2 separate regions of the Hordeum vulgare genome follow, and region 2 is linked to region 1. Evidence: chromatin contacts called from public Hi-C data. All regions are on one chromosome and are shown on one strand. The core of a region is the stretch at or near the end of the contact, and the rest is flanking DNA. Distances in the headings are between cores, read along the strand shown. Region 1 holds the start of LOC123398144 (putative CBL-interacting protein kinase 27). Region 2 holds the start of LOC123398327 (CBL-interacting protein kinase 16).

The links. Hi-C and Micro-C count contacts between places; a contact is called where the count stands out from the background.
Region 2: a Hi-C map of seedling shows a contact between it and region 1, with 2.8 times the contacts expected there. The contact joins the promoter of LOC123398327 here to the promoter of LOC123398144 in region 1. A contact is called at or near these places in 1 of 6 Hi-C or Micro-C datasets (seedling) and 1 of 1 datasets of contacts at active chromatin or transcription factors (embryo).

What each region holds. Positions count from the first base shown.
Region 1 is chr5H:445,396,992-445,401,367 of MorexV3_pseudomolecules_assembly, forward strand. It overlaps LOC123398144 (putative CBL-interacting protein kinase 27), which reads right to left and starts at 2,723. Exons shown (of 1, transcript XM_045092650.1): 1 at 447-2,723. The coding sequence starts at 2,068. The coding sequence ends at 728.
Region 2 is chr5H:445,720,672-445,725,469 of MorexV3_pseudomolecules_assembly, forward strand. It overlaps LOC123398327 (CBL-interacting protein kinase 16), which reads left to right and starts at 3,309. Exons shown (of 1, transcript XM_045092809.1): 1 at 3,309-4,798. The coding sequence starts at 3,554.

The DNA of each region.
Region 1 (4,376 bases), core at 1,473-3,972:
GCCAGCATCGGAGGGGTTCCCGGGGCTTGGGCCCTACGTAGCTTTCCTCGAGATCAACAACAACGAGCTCCTCCTTGGGCGCGTGAGGGGCTCCGAGCTCCCTCCCTAACGCCCACCGCATGCCGGAGCAGGAGGCGGATGGGCGAACCGTCGCTGCCCTTCGTCCGACAACTGAACTTCAACGGTAGTCAGTCGCATAGGAGTAAAGATGATTTGTTTATGTTATTTGTGAGCGGTGAGGCCACACAAGAGCCGGTCATACCAAATCCAACTGAAAAGAGAGTTTAAAGAAGCTAAATAATTAAAAAAAATGCATTTATTGTCAAATTAATCATGTCATCCAAACATCATCAAAAGCTAAATTTAGCTTAGGGTTAGGCAGTTAGAAACTAACTCTAACCTTTACTCTAAGTTTAGAGTACCCAAAAGGGTCGAAGACATGCACCTATGCAAGCGAAAGCGTTGTTTAATGAATTTACGAAGCAACATAGTACTCCTACTGTTATTCAAACAGTTTAAAACAAACATTGGCAGATGCAGACATCACCTCAGTTGGCGCCGATTCTGCCTTGCTGCCGCCCGCAAATTCTAGCCAACTACTACAACCATACCGGCAGCGGCAGCAGGAGCAGCCATCAACTTCGACGCCGAACAATAATGCACACCTAATTACGGCCGGATAGCAACAGTGGCAGGGGCAATAATGGTGGCGTGGACGACAGCGACATCAGGTGGGGGCAGGGGGGTCACCGGGGGACGCGGCGGCGGCAGCAGCAGCAGCCCACACGATGTCCTTGAGCGCCGGCCGGAGTTCGTCGCTGCAGAACGACCGGTACTCCATCGTGTCGCCGCCGTCTTTCTTGACGTCGACCACGAGCACGGACGGCGCCACGCTGAAGAACTCCGCCGCCACCCCGAGCCGCCCCTTGCGCCCGCGCTCGGCGCCCTCCAGCCGCACCCCGCGCGCCCCACTCTTCGTCACGCGCATTGCACCGCCGGTCGCCAGGCCCTCCAGCCGCGAGATCACGCCGCTCGCCGGCTCCCGCGTCGCGAACCGCATGACGCCGCCCCTCGTCCCACGCCCCGTCGAAGGTTCCTGGTCGAACAGCGGCGAGAGATCGAAGCCCGCGGAGAGGGAGATCAGGTGGAAAGCGTTCAGCGCCTCCGGAGGCTCGTCCTTGTCCTCGCCGTTGCCGCGCGCGGCCGCTGATGACACGGGCTCCAAGAGGGGGCTCGGAATGGACGACGTCTTCTTGAACCACGGTGACTCGACGAGGCTGGCGATCGTGATGCGGCTACTCGGGTTGGGGTCGAGAAGCCTGCCGATCAACTTCCGGGCGTCCTTGGAGACCCACGACGGGCAGAGGAAGCCGCCGCGCTGCATCTTGCGGTACATGGACATGAGGTTCTCGTCCTGGAACGGCAGGGCGCCGACGAGAAGCACGTAGAGGATGACACCGCAGGACCAGATGTCCGCCTTGGCGCCGTCGTAGCCGTTCCCGCCGAGCACCTCGGGGGCCACGTATGCCGGCGTGCCGCACGCGGTGTGGAGCAGCCCGTCGGGGCGTGCATGGCCGGCGAGCGCGCTGAGCCCGAAATCGGCGACCTTGAGGTTGCCGGCCTCGTCGAGGAGCAGGTTCTCGGGCTTGAGGTCGCGGTGGTACACGCCCCGGCCGTGGCAGAAGTCGACCGCGGAGATGAGCTGGCGGAAGTACCGCCTCGCGACGTCCTCCCGGAGGCGGCCGGCGCGGGAGATCCGGGCGAAGAGCTCGCCGCCGCGGACGAGCTCGAGGGCCAGGTAGATCTTGGTGCGCGTGGCAAGCACCTCGTGCAGCTCGACGATGTTGGGGTGGGACACCATCTTCATCACCGCGATCTCCCGCTTGATCTGCTCCACCATCCCGGCGCGCTCCACCTTGTCCTTGGCCACCACCTTAACCGCCACCCCGCGGCCCGTGCGCAGGTCCCGCGCCGCGTGCACCCGGCCGAAGTTGCCGTGCCCCAGCACCCGCCCCAGCTCGTACTTCCCCTGCAGCACGTTCGTCTTGCCCTCCGCAGCGTCCTCCATTGCCGCCCCCCTCCTCCCTGCGTGCGCGAGCCTCGAGCCCCGCACTGAACCGGCCGGCGACTGTCGACGCAGGATCTACCCGTCCTCGACGTGCTTGCGGTGGCAATTGCGGCCGCCGCGCAGGCTATGCTTGCCGGCGAGGTCAGTGCGCGTGCTTCTCCACATTGCTCCGCATTCCCAAAGGCAGCGAGGGGTAGAGGAGATGATGGTACACGAAAACCTCTCGTCGACGGCGTTGGTTACCGGCGGTGTGAGACACGAAAAGGCTTTCCCGTGGAGCAGGAGGTGGAGGCCGCCGCTGGATAAATATCGCGGCGCTTGCGGATCTGGGAAGCGCATCGAGCCGTTGAGCTGGATCGGACGGCGGAGAGCGGGAAGTACCTGGATGGCTGTGACGCAACCAACGGCATCGGGAAGGAGGAGGACGCGAGAGTGATGGGCGCGGACGGAAACCGTATGCGGTGAGAGGGAAACGGGGGACGGTTTTCGTGGACGGTATTGTGTTGGGTTCGGATGACGACGAGGGCCATGCGCGGGGCCCACTGTTCAGGGCGGTGGAGGCGTTGTGGATCTGGTGGTCCGGCATGGGAGCGGGCCGGAGTTATTGCTGGGCCATGTCATGATCTATTGTTAGCGGATCGAACTCGTGGCTCTCTTTTGTCTTTCGAAATTGAACTCCATCTTCTTTGTCTAAAAGAAAAAAAAACCTATACATGAAGCAACTAACCGCGATTGCTATGTATCAACCGCTGCAATCCCAATCACTAAGATCTCCCGTTACAACGCTATGTACTGTCTCCAATAGAAAGGAATGCATGTGTTTCACGGCACAAGAGCGCTAGTTCTACCATTTTGCTAAACAATATTGATCACGAGGCATATCTTTGGATCATCGCAGAAGCAAAGAAATTAGGGATTATTATTTCATGCGGGTAATCATTTATGCCGTGTAAGAGTGTGACTCCTGTTACAAACACTCTTCTCATTTCAATTAATAGATAAGGCAAAAAAAATGTTTTCGTTTCAAACAAGATATTACTGAGCCAAAACATTTATCCTCCGTTCGGAAATACTTTCCTTGAAATGAATATATCTAGATTTATTTTAGTTATGGATACATCAATTTTATTCATTTTTATGATAAGTATTTTCAAAGGGAGGGGGGTATTATTTAGCAAAGGCAAACCCATTTATTTACGCTAGCATAATTCTCAGGCGTGAACCAATTGCTGCTTTCAGAAACCTTTTAGAAGATTCTTGGCCGGTTTTGAACCGCTGCTTTCAGAAAGCTGCTAGAACATTCTTGGCCGCTTTTGACCTTGTATGAGGTCTCTAATGCGGGTTTTTTTATGTAACGGTTTATGGTCTTTCTTCATTTCTTTGTCTTTTTTGTTCTTTTCTTTCTCTTTGAATTTTAAAAATTGTATAAATTTGAAAGAAAATATTTTTCAATTTTTTTGCATTTTCAAAAAATACCATCTCTACAGAAAAACTATACATGGAGCAACTAATCACGATTACTATGTATCTCATGTTACAAACCCTATCGCTAAAATCGCTCACGCGATCTCCTGCAGCAGTGTTATACTGGGAAAACCCATTTAGTTCGGCTAGCACGCCGTGCACCAGCCGCTGATTTTAGCAAGCTTCTACAAGGTTCTTCACCTGTTTTGACATTCTAGAAGGTTTCTAAATCGGTGTTCTTATGTCCTGTTTTTTTGTTCCTTCGTTTTTTGTTTGTTATTCCTATTTTCTTTGCATTTTCAAAAAATTCTAAATTTATAAAAATATTCATGTTCTGAATTTTGTTCACATTTACAAAAAATATTTGGGTTATTTCAAAAATTATTTGTAATTTTTATATTATTTTCGGAATATAAAATAAATCCATTTGACCAAAAAATTATACATTAAAAAACTCATTCGGAGAATTTGATAAAATGTGCACATTTTTATTTTGTTCGGAATTTAAGTAGATGATCCTATTTTGAGAAATTGTTCACATATTCAAAAATTATTAGCTTTTTTACAAAGTATTCGTATTTTCAAAAAAATGTTCCTGTTTTTAAGTTTTTGACAAATTCAAAAAAACAATTGGGTTCAAAACAAGTTTGCCTTTAAAAAAAATGGGATTTACCAAACTGCTATATAGTGATGCCGAATCTATCACATATGCGAAACATTGAGATTGGTGCAGCATTTTGAGTTTAAACAAGCTAATTATTTGCATGTTAGAATTCACATGGGAATACAACTAACATGTGGAGCCCTCTACATGCAATGCAGCTTTTCTCAGAATGTGTGTGCA
Region 2 (4,798 bases), core at 2,059-4,558, 320 kb after region 1:
TACGACTCCATCAACCGCGTTCTAGCAACGCTTCCGCTTAGCGATCTTCAAAGGTATGAAGATGCTCTTACCCCTCTCTCGTTGCTGGTCTCTCCATAGGAAGATCTGAATATGCGTAGGAAAATTTTGAATTTATGCTACGTTACCCAACAGGTTTCACTATGGCTTGGGGTGCAAAAAGCCTCTCAAACCTCCACTATATATAGGTGGAACAAGAGGGAGGGTTGCCTTGACTCCTACTCAAAGTGGAAGGGTTCGGCCGAGCCAAGAGGGAGGAGTCCTCCTCCAATTCGGTTTGGTGGAGGACACCCTTCCCACTTCTTCACCTCCTTCCTTTTTTCCTTTTTCCTTTATATTTTTGCTTTGGCTGAAATAGGTTATTGGGCTGGCCTCACCAGCCCACTAAGGGCTGGTGCGCCACCCATAGGCCTATTAGGTCCTCTCCCGGGTGAGTGGCCCCTCCCGATAAAACCCCGGAACCCATTCGTCACTCCGAGTACTTTACTCGTAATGCCCGAAGTATTTCCGGAAGCCAAATGCAACATTCTTATATATCAATATTCGTTTCCGGACCATTCCGGAAACCCTCGTGACGTCCGGGGTCTCATCCGGTACTCCGAACAACATATAGTTACCAACATCAATAATTCAATTATACTGAAACGTCATCGAACCTTAAGTGCGCAGACCCTGCGAGTTCCAGAACTATGTACACATGACCGAGACACTCTACGGTCAATATCCAATAAAGGAACCTGGATGCCCATATTGGATCCTACATATTCTATGAAGATCTTATCGGTTGAACCTCTATGTCAAGGATTTAGTTAATCCCGTATAATAGTCCCTTTGTCCTTCGGTATGTTACTTGCCCAAGGTTTGATCGTCAGTATCTCTATACCTATTTCAATCTCGGTACCGGCAAGTCTCTTTACTCGATCCGTAATACAAGATCACGTGGCTATATCTTTTAGACACATTGCAAGGCTTGTTTGTGATGTTGTATTACCGAGTGGGCACCAAGATACCTCTGCGTCATACAGAGTGACAAATCCCAGTCTTGATCCATGCTAACTCAACGGACACCTTCGGAGATATCTCTAGGGCACCTTTACAGTCACCCAGTAACGTTGCGACGTTTGATACACACAAGGCATTCCTCCGGTGTGAGTGAGTTACATGATCTCATGGTCATAGAAACGTATACTTGACATGTAGAAAACAATAGCAACAAAATGACACGATCACATGCTACGTTTATAGTTTAGGTCTTGTCCATCACATCATTCCCTAATGATGTGATCCCGTTATCAACTGACAACACTTGTCTATGGCCAGGAAACCTTAACCATCTTTGATCAACGAGCTAGTCAATTAGGGGGTCACTAGGGACATTGTTTTGTTCATATATCCACAGATGCATTTGTGTTTCCATTCAATACAATGATAGCATGGATAATAAACGATTATCTTGAAACATGAAATATAATAATAACTATTTTATTATTGCCTCTAGAGCATATTTCCAACAAATTCTGCAAAGGCACATGTACAAACTAAAGTGTCATTTGTTGTATGCCCCTATATGTGCCCTCCATCGGCAAGCATCCCCTTTTGCACTTCCTCTTGATTGTTCCCTGCAAAATTAGCCACCTTCGCAGAAGAATTCCACGAGTTCTTTCAACCTTCTCTATTATGTGAAAAACTTCCAAAATTCCTCGCGTGAGATACAACACCCCCAACATTGTTTCTACCAGATCCACGGGAAACATTTCCTGTGAATCCTCCCTCATTCTTCATGCCGTCAAAACGATCAATATGTGCATCTTATCTCCCAAATCGTCCGCGCCCTTGGGTAAATCCTCCTCTCACTTGCCCATCTCCCGGTTTTTTCCCTTGCCACGACCCCCATGCCTGTTTTGCCTATTACCCAGTCTCCTCCCATCAAATTGTCACCACGGTCTACTTCCCCTGCTTCCTCCTCACCTCCAGCCCTAGTCGTCGTCATTTTCTTTACCTCGTGTCTCGGGGAGGGAATATATATAATATACATATATATACATACATACATACATACATACATATATATATATATACATATATATATATATATCTTCTCCCCTCCCCCCTTTTCCATTTGTCGACACGGCCTTTGGTGGACCTCATCAGGCTTTCCTTCTTTCTTCTGGGCCGCCTCACTGTCATCATCTACCTTTTGTGTTTCTCATTTTTTGCAATGCGAGTATGCCATTCAGCAAAAAATTCCAAGAGAAAAATACTAGGAATTTTGATATCAATAATTTTCTATTTTCCATCTGCTTGTTCATGTCTCACCAAATCCACATACCCTTGTATATCTTCTAACCAGCAATGAATTTTATGAATATCTATAAATTTGGTTATCATTGGCCTTTTTTATCAACGCAACATCAACCTCGGCAGTATGATATCTTCCCCGTGTTGGGGATTCAAGGCATCCCCCTCTCTTTCTATGTTTTTAATTTTATGGAAGAAAAAACATTAAAATTGTACCATAATATGAAATATATCACTCGAATAGAATAAATTATGATAAGAAATGATGATGCAAAATAAACATATCACGCCTCATGAGGGACGCGATCATCAAAGGGCGGTGGGGGAAGGAGGGTCAACAACAGTTTTTAATATTTCCGAAAGAAAAGAAAACACCTGTAACAAAGAATGGTAGAAGTCTGGATTCCAAATGTTTGGAATCCACTTCTTTTTCTAAATAAAGCAGAGTAGGTTTAGATGCAGAGGGGTCTAAATAGGATTGACATGAGATAAAAAATGAAATATCGGCGGTGGTTAAGAGGTACGCTGAGATGAAGATTCATTGGACGTTGGACCATTGACGCCGCGGAAGGCTGCGCGGTTGTTTCATGCAAAGCAAATGCACGGTCCAAGTTCCCATTTTTTTTTCCTTTCGATTTGAGAGGGAATGACCGGTCCAAGCTCACATGGTCCGCCAGCCGCATGTCGTTAAATGTTGAACGGGTATAGTAATCGACCCAGTTAGCCGACAGACACCCACCCCCTTCTTCCTCCTCCTTCCGTGCTGCTGCAACTCTCATGGGCCGTGACCGGGCTACTACTCTTCCTCCACCACTCCCAACCCCCCACCTCGACGCCTTCACATCTGTCCCCTCTCCTCTCGCACCGCACCGCACGGCGCGTCCAGCCGGCCCCACACGCCCCCGACCCGCCTAGCCACCTGGGCCGTGCCACCTGCGCGCCTCTCCCTGTCCCGCGCTCCGCACCGCCCCACGCCAGTACAAATAAGCGACCGGCTGCAGCGGATCCCACGGTGCCCATCCAGTTCCAATTCCAGTGTGCCGCCCTCAACAAACCAGCAACGCCCGCGTCAAACCCATGTGCCCGCTCCCATCAACGCGCCACATCTCTACGTGCCCACCCCCACCTAGTTAAAATCCTAAACGACGAGCAGCAGCAGCAGTGGCCGGCCGCAGTGAGCTCCGAAAACAAGTCGACAGCGTCCGAGCAAGCAGAAGCAGAGCAATCCTCACAAACAATGGCGAGAGGGCGGGAGGGCGAGGTGAGGAACCTGGTGCTGGGCAAGTATGAGCTGGGGCGGATGCTGGGGCAGGGCTCCTTCGCCAAGGTCTACTACGGCCGCGACCTGCGCGACGGCCAGAGCGTGGCCATCAAGGTCATCGACAAGGCCCGCCTCCGCCAGACGGACGGCATGGTGGAGCAGCTGCGCCGGGAGATCTCCATCATGCGCATGGTGCGCCACCCCAACGTCGTCGGCATCAGGGAGGTGCTCGCCAGCCGCCAGCGCGTCTTCGTCGTCATGGAGTACGCGCGCGGCGGGGAGCTCTTCGCCAAGGTTGCCCGCGGCAGGCTCACGGAGGACGCCGCGCGCAACTACTTCCAGCAGCTCGTCGCCGCCGTCGCCTTCTGCCACAGCCGCGGCGTCGCGCACCGGGACCTCAAGCCCGAGAACCTCCTGCTCGACGAGGACGGCCGGCTCAAGGTCACCGACTTCGGCCTCGCCGCGCTGCCCGAGCAGCTGCGCCACGACGGCCTGCTCCACACGCAGTGCGGCACCCCGGCCTACGTCGCGCCGGAGGTGCTCCGGAAGCGCGGCTACGACGGCGCGCGCGCCGACATGTGGTCCTGCGGCGTCGTGCTCTACGTCCTGCTCTGCGGCTTCCTCCCCTTCCAACACGACAACTACGTCAAGATGTACCAGAAGATCTTCAAGGGCGAGTACCAGATGCCGCCCTGGGTCTCCGGCGAGGCGCGCCGCCTCATCGGCCGCCTGCTCGCCGTCGACCCCGCCAAGCGCATCTCCATCCCGGAGATCATGCTCACGCCCTGGTTCAAGAGGGGGTTCGTGCCGCCCGTCCCCTCCTCCCCCGTCACGCCCAGGAAGTGGGACGACGACAACGCCGCCGCCGCCCTGATCGACGGCAGCGAGGACAGCTCCGGCAACATCTCGCCGCGGACGTGCAATGCGTTCCAGCTCATATCCTCCATGTCCTCCGGGTTCGACCTATCGGGGCTGTTCGAGAGCGAGCAGAAGGCCGCCACGGTGTTCACGTCCCGCGCGCCGGCGGCCACCGTGTTCCACAAGCTGGAGTCGGCGGGCAAGGCGCTGAGGTACAACACAACCAGAGGGAAAGGGTGGAGGATCAGAATGGAGGCCAAGGCCGACGGCGCCAACGGGCGGCTAGCGGTCACCGCCGAGGTGTTCGAGGTGGCCGCCGACGTGACCGTGGTCGAGTTCGCGCACGACGGCGGCGACGCGCTC